2 separate regions of the Mus musculus genome follow, and region 2 is linked to region 1. The links are chromatin contacts, called in public Hi-C maps. All regions are on one chromosome and are shown on one strand. The core of a region is the stretch at or near the end of the contact, and the rest is flanking DNA. Distances in the headings are between cores, read along the strand shown. Region 1 overlaps Plppr4 (phospholipid phosphatase related 4). Region 2 holds the start of Plppr4 (phospholipid phosphatase related 4).

Region 1 (3,460 bases), core at 515-3,014:
TTTCAGGGCTGTTGCTTCTTTCCGGGATCAAGATGATGTTGCCCTTCCTGCGCAGGGTGGAGTCGCGTGAGGAGGACACGGACAGCGTCTCTGAGCCTATCTCGCTGCCCTCCACCGGGGTCACTCGGATGGTGGTGATGCCGTGGTGGTGGTGCTCATTGCTGTCGATGTTGCTTCTTTTGCGATCTCCAGAACCAAAGCTGTCTTTGAGGGACTCACAGCTTTCTGAGTCCCTGTTGAGGTCGTTGAGCTCATAGGTTTGGCGCAGACTACTTTTCTCCGGAGCTTTCCACTTCCAGGAGCCGCTGCCTTCACCCTCAGTGGACGACGGGATCTGAATGATGGGCCTGTTGTTCTCGGGATGAGCCTCCACTCGCACGATGCCGCTGGGCTCATGGTCAGTCAGGGTTTTGTAGCGGATGGAGCCTGTGCAGGTGACAGTGCTACCTTCGGCATTCTTGGGGCTGCTCTGCAGCACGCCCTGCTGCTTGGACATGGCGATGACCTGCATGATGCGTGGCTGGTTGTTGCTCCGGTTACAGGCCACGGTCTTCTCAGCTGCTTTCAGCCACTTGGCTCGCGCAGAACTGCTCTTGGGCGAGGTGCTTATGTTTTCCTGGGTCTCCTCGGGGATGTGCACCAATTGGGAAGAGCCAGGGCGGGACTGGATGGACACGCGTGGCCCTCCCGGCATACTATTGTTGCACCCGGGGACTGTGCCAGGCTGTATCTTGAGGTACTGATTGCCCGGGACATGGTGATCTCCGTTCACCCCCACCCTCGAGGGCTCTGAGCTGGACCTCATTTCTATGGACCTGGGTGGTGACTGGCCTTCTGGTTCAGTGTCCATAACCTGTAGGGACATCTTACGACTCTCATTCTTGCTCTTCCACTGGGTAAGGAGCTGTTTGGACCGGGCAGAATCCATAGAGGCATGGATGCTCGCATTTCTTCTCACTGGGTCTTCCACGGAGGGGGTGTTGGCCCTGGGCAGCGTGTTGCTGAAGGTCACCATGCTTTCCTTCCCCATGGGGCTCCTAGGAGTGATGATTTCTACGTCAGCGTTGGCCCTCTTGAGATTTGTCAAGGAGCTTGCATCCCTGTGGTTTCGGTTGAGGATACCCTCTGTGTGAGCAATTCCATCACCACTGCTACCATTTTTAGCTGATAAAACCCTGCTGGGGTCTTGATTGAGGTCTGTCAGTGACCTGAGGGCATCTCTGTGCTGAAGCATACTGTCTTCACTAGGCAGAAAATTCCCTACAGCATACAGGCCCTGGGGTTGGAGGAAAAATGACAGGCATCACACACTAGAAGGAACAAGCAATCACGGTTCTCCTAGAATGCCCAAGGGAGCACACAACTGAGGTAGGCACTGTGCATTCGGGTCAAAGACCAATAAAACAATGAAGATGTAATCACTCAGGGGTGGGGTGGGGTAGGGTGGGGGGATAATAGTGGTGTATGTAGCTCTTAACTGTCTGGACCACTAAACTAATCGCTCAGAAATAGGGCGAGTCCTTTCAGTCCCAGCAGATGTGATTGTCACACTGTGTGTATGTTTTGAAAAGGAAAGATAGACAATGAAAGAAATAAAGACTTTTTTTTTTCTGCATTTCAAAGATATTCATTTTTTTTTTCTGGGCTCAAGAGCTTCTTTTTAAGAGACAGCTCAAGACATTTGAATGATTTATCTTCCCCTTTCAATCATACCTCCGGATGGCAAACAGCAGCACTTCAGGGAAATATAGAACAATGGATCATTCATAAAAACCCTGTGTGGTGTTTGGAAATGAGGGCAGGGACATATACATTGTTTCAAATCACACTCTAGCCTTGGTTGTCTGCTTTTAACTTGACCTTCAAGGGAAGTTGGATGAAATGACTACTTTATACCAAATGTGGGCCAAGTTTTACTTAATTTTGTCTTCATATTTAGTCCTTTATTTCTTTTAATAGTTGCATTTCAGTTGTATGTCTGAGGGAAACTTCCACTGAACAGTAAGTTCTGACCCTATTGTATAATATTCAGTGCTCAGAAAGGTAATATAATGATTTAACTCTTATTTTGAAAGAAATGTGAAACAAGCAGTTATTAGTTTTAATTAAATTGTTAACTAATTAATTAATTTTGTGGTACTGGGAACCTAACCAAGGGCTTGTGTTAGGTTATTAGGGCTATAGCTCTAATTCAATTCTATAGGTAAAGGATCAAGTTTCTGAGTGGCTCTGAAGTGTTGAACGTCATACCCATAAACTTTGGTTTGGTTGTAAAGCTCATGTGAATGCCAGGGTACTGAGGTCTTACATGACTGCAACGGGCACACTACACTATAACTACAAGTGGGATCTCTTTTCTCCTTCTCTTGTAGCACTCACTGCTGGTTGGCACTCCATAGCCACCTTGGCTTATGTGCCCTTATTACCCACTGACTTCAATGTGATCCTCCCCTCTCTGCTGAAGAAAGCATGTAGCAGTAAAATTTAGTTTCATCATTGGCCCTAAAGGCAGAATCATTGCATACTTCATAAATATTTTTTACATGATTTTTTTTGTAATTCCATTCTTACAAGCACCAAGATCACATGGCTAAGAGCCATGGCTATAGGCAACCAATGTTTATGTCTGTCAGCCCCTCTTAGTTTCTTTCTTGTTGCCTGTTCCTATTTGTCACCTGCATATTGGTTACCCTTGGCTCTTTTTGACTCTGTGACCTGGCCATTGTGCATGCACTAAATAATTACAATGATACTCCTATAAGTAATGCCCCTGGATTACCAAGTTCTCATGACTTTTCTGTCCTTCAGACACAACTATTTAAGTGCCTGTTGATTCATCATGAGCCCCTCAAATGCTTTTCTCTCTAGCAATCTATTACATTGATTATTTACCTGGTCTACTGAATAGGTCACCATAAGTCTTGTCTTCCAAGATACAAATTTGACCATCATTTCTCATTCCAACATTTCCCTTTCTTTGCAGCTGTTCTTTCACACTTCTGTCTCTTTGTGTGATAATCTCTTCCCCTTGAATGTGATTTATACCTTGTACCTTACCACACCATTTCTAGAAACACTTCCTGATGTTCCATTGGCAATTCCCTATTCCTTAGAACTACATTCTGTCACTAGGCATGTTGTAACCATTTACACTAATGCTTGTATACTATGAGTCTCTGAGGGATGGATCCTTTGTTTTATGATAGATGTCAATGGGAAGACAATGAATATTTAAGATGAATGAAGGGATGCATGCATGCCTACTTTCAATAGGCACTACCAGTTTCCTTATAATGCAGATATTTATCTAGAAGATGTTTAGCATGTTTGAGAGATAAAAGCAATGATAAAAATTCCACTGTTAGTTGGAACATAAATACATTTCAGAAATTGCACATTTATGGTGAGAAAATTACATCAACTTTCTCTAAAACTTCACTATTCATTCTTTTATTTCTCT
Region 2 (3,460 bases), core at 423-2,922, 37 kb after region 1:
ACTCCATATTAATTGCTTAACCGAAATATTGCTCAGGTCAGAATAAAAGCACAGATACACACACACACACACACACACACACACACACACACACACACACAAAGTGAACTCAGATGATGTCATACATTTGAAATATATATTCACTCGTTTATGCATATATCTACACTGAGCTATATATATATGTACATGGATATATGTATGTGTCTGTGCACACACCCACACACACCATGGCTAAAGGCCAGTCGATTGTTGACTGACATCTAGAAATGACCCAATTTTAGAAGCAGATGAAGTACCATAGCAACTGTAGTAGGAGACGGGTTTAGGGGGGTTAATAGAAGCCACCGATAATCCTAATACCACATAAACATTTCTGGTCCTACAGTCTAGGCAAAACTGTATGCTTTTGAATTCCCACCAAAAGCTCACAGAGTTCTAGAAATAGTCAGCAAATTGAAAAACACAAATTTCAAAATACAGGCATCATGGCCCCTCTGGGGCACTGATATATGCTGTGCACAACTGGCGCTACAGGGCCAAAAACTAGACCAGTACTCTCACAGGTATCCCTTCCTGGAAGGCCACCCAGCAAGCCGCCCCTAGTGATAACCAGGCGGTGCTGGCAGGTGTCCACAGGCAGACTCAGGGGAGCTCTGGAGAAAAACCTGTGGGAGGAAAGGGAAAGGGTCGAGCATTTAGGAAAGGCAGTGGCTCAAGCCCTTGGTGCTCCGGTGTGGTCACCAATCCCGCCCAGGACCCGAATTAGCTCCGGAGCTGTCCGGAAAGATCTGCATTATGCCAGGGCGCTGGGCCAACTCACCTCAACGAAATAAAAACAGGGCAGGAGGGTGACGCTGTCCTTGATCACTTTGCCCTTTGGCCTCTCCTTCGCCGACATCCCGGCCGCCTGCCGGGCTCCAAGTCCTCCCCCGGGCGAGGTGTGCACCGTGCGGCCACCGAGGCGAGCTGCCTGCTCCAGCCGCAAGCGCCCGGCGCCGCTGATGTCACATTCCCCGCGGGCACCGCTGGAACCAGCGCGCTGCATGCAGCGCCCCCGCCTTTTCCCCGCCCCTCTTTGCAGTAACCCCGCGGATCCCCGAGCCCGAGCCCGCAGGTCTTCTTCAGCCTGGCTTTAGTCCGTGTTTTGCGGGCAAGGGATAGCAGCTCCCTCTCCAAGCTGTTGCTGAGATGGCTTCCCCTCCCTGCCACTCTCCCTGGGCTCTCTCTCCACCGCCCAAGCCGTGAGGCTCCTCTGCTGGCTGGTTGAGCTTGACGTCAAAAATAGGGAAGAGTGGGGGGAAGCACTCCTGGTTTCTGTAGAAGCAAGGCTGAGGAGCCAAGTCACCTGGTCTCACAAGGTCCCCTACCTGGGGTTCCTCTTGCCTTCCTAGAAAACAGAAGCCTGTTTTCTAATGGTAGCACCGTTATCCGCCCTATCCATAGCAAAAGAGACCTCCTACCTGTGCAAAATTAAAACTCGGACTTCATAAGGACAAGTAGGCCACAGAAGGAATTCACTGGGAGCTGGCTGCTACCCAAGCGTGACAGCCCTGCCTGCTGATCTCTAGGGAGGTAACTCCCAGGGAAGCACCTAGAAAAAGCTCCAATCAGCTGGGGAACAGAGTGAAAATTTCCTGCATCTGAAGAGAAAGGGTAAATGGGGCATCATCGCTGGCCCCAAAGCTCAGGAAATATTCTAACCACATTCTTATTCCCTAGTGCACTGTGGGAATCACAGCCGTAACTATGGAAGCATGACTCCAAACACTGGAGTCTAAGCCCAAGCCCTGGTTGTCAGGGTCCGTGGTTGCTCTCACATTTATGATTCTTTTCGCAAACCATCAGTGTCAAGTGCTACAGCAGAAGCACTCAAGGGACACAAAGCAACACATGGGGATATCACCCACTTCTGTCCCTATCTGTTCTAGGTCATTTCTTGCTCTTCCAAAGTTTCCCTGTCAATCACACGACTTTGAATCCCCAGCCTACTTTTCAGCTGGCTTTTTCCATTGCTGCTCCAGTGGGGTTTTGGCAAGCTAGATGCCATATTCATAACATTCACATTTTACTACCCATGCGGCATCTTGCCTCTACTCCTTCTGCCAAGATTAGGTTTCAGAGTCCTGCAGTGCAATTGCTCATGTACCATACTATTCAGTGAAACTCTACCCCAGGTAAATAAGATGTTTATCTGAACAGCTAAATACAGTAGAATAAAACCACAACACGTGACCTTGGGACCATGGCTTAAGTCCCCCCACCTTCCAAACCTAGTGTGTCCTTCTTAGCTGGTCTTGGTTCCATACATATCTTCTCCTAACTTCTCAAAAGCCACACAACCATCTAGCTTTATCTTACTCAGAGAATAGAAGCTATAGAAAAAGACTATATTATCCCATATTATTATTCAAAACAGAGTACTCACCCTCCCTCCCCCCCCCCCCCCACCGCGGGTCACTACCATGTCTTGTTTTGATTGGCAGGAAAAAAAAAAGAGTCCTTACAAATTTTAAGCCATGCCTTACCCCTCACACAGTAGCCCAAAGGTACTTCTGAAAAGCAATTACTGATTTCATTTCTCTGGTTAACCCTTCTAGAAGCTTCCCACTATGTGTAACCCTCACCCCCACCCCCACCTCTTTATTTTACCTGGAATCCTGATGGACATTCTACCTGATGAACTGCACTAGTTTTTCTGATTCTGATGGTGAGGGGACCCAAAACCTTTGTACTTACTATGTCTCTCTGTTGATGAACGCAGTTCTATCAACATTGCACAGTTAATCACTAACATACTTCATGACTCTGCTCAAAATTTAGAAACTCTGTCAAATTTTTCTTGACATACTAAGTAATGGTCACAAATCAAATCTTCAGTTCCCTCCTCTACCTCCTCTGCCTCCTTCTTCTTTTCTTCTTCCTCTTTCCTCCCCCTCCCCTTTCTCCTTCCTTATCCCCCTACTTCTCCTTCTCCTCCTCTCCCTCTTCCCCACTTCCTTTCCCCCTCCTCCCTTCCTCCTCTTCTCCCTCTCTCCTCTTCCTCCTCCTCCCATTTTAAAGGTTTATCCTTTTACTTATATGAGTGCTTTGTCTGTATATATGCTACATACCACACAATGTTATTGGACCCTATATAGATAGTTGTAAGCTACCATGTGATTGCTGAGAAACTGAACTTAGGCTCTCTAGAAGAGCAGAGCAGGCAATGCTTTGAACTGCTTAGCCATCTCTCCAGCCTCTTCTTTTTTCTTTTACAGTATGTTATTTCATTTTTAGAATGCATCATTATTTTAATAGTTTACCAAATATTTCACCCATCTGAAGTTTTTATTTTCAGATAAGGAAACTGAATTGATGAGTTGAGTTAAAGTGTCCTTTCCCACTATTCATGGAGAGCCAATCTCCTCCCATCACTTCCTGCTGTCTGGAACTACCATGCTTCCAAAGCTATATGATGAGT

What was found. Hi-C and Micro-C count contacts between places; a contact is called where the count stands out from the background.
Region 2: a contact with region 1 is called in a Hi-C map of Sertoli cells, with 2.7 times the contacts expected there. The contact joins the promoter of Plppr4 here to the enhancer-like site in region 1. A contact is called at or near these places in 1 of 39 promoter capture datasets (macrophages), 4 of 484 Hi-C or Micro-C datasets (Sertoli cells, cerebral cortex, cortical neurons and 1 more) and 3 of 9 other capture datasets (adipose tissue, liver and pancreatic islet).

The regions. Positions count from the first base shown.
Region 1 is chr3:117,321,962-117,325,421 of GRCm38.p6, forward strand. Plppr4 (phospholipid phosphatase related 4) reads right to left here. Exons shown (of 7, transcript NM_177664.5): 7 at 1-1,276. Among named protein-coding and RNA genes, the nearest start is that of Plppr4, 37 kb to the right of the region's middle. Within about 2 kb of position 1,765, at least 5 of the 459 cell types and tissues checked have an H3K27ac peak or open chromatin away from gene starts, as enhancers often do. A contact at or near this core is called in Sertoli cells, where this site is marked.
Region 2 is chr3:117,359,204-117,362,663 of GRCm38.p6, forward strand. It overlaps Plppr4 (phospholipid phosphatase related 4), which reads right to left and starts at 1,673. Exons shown (of 7, transcript NM_177664.5): 1 at 821-1,673. The coding sequence starts at 1,045.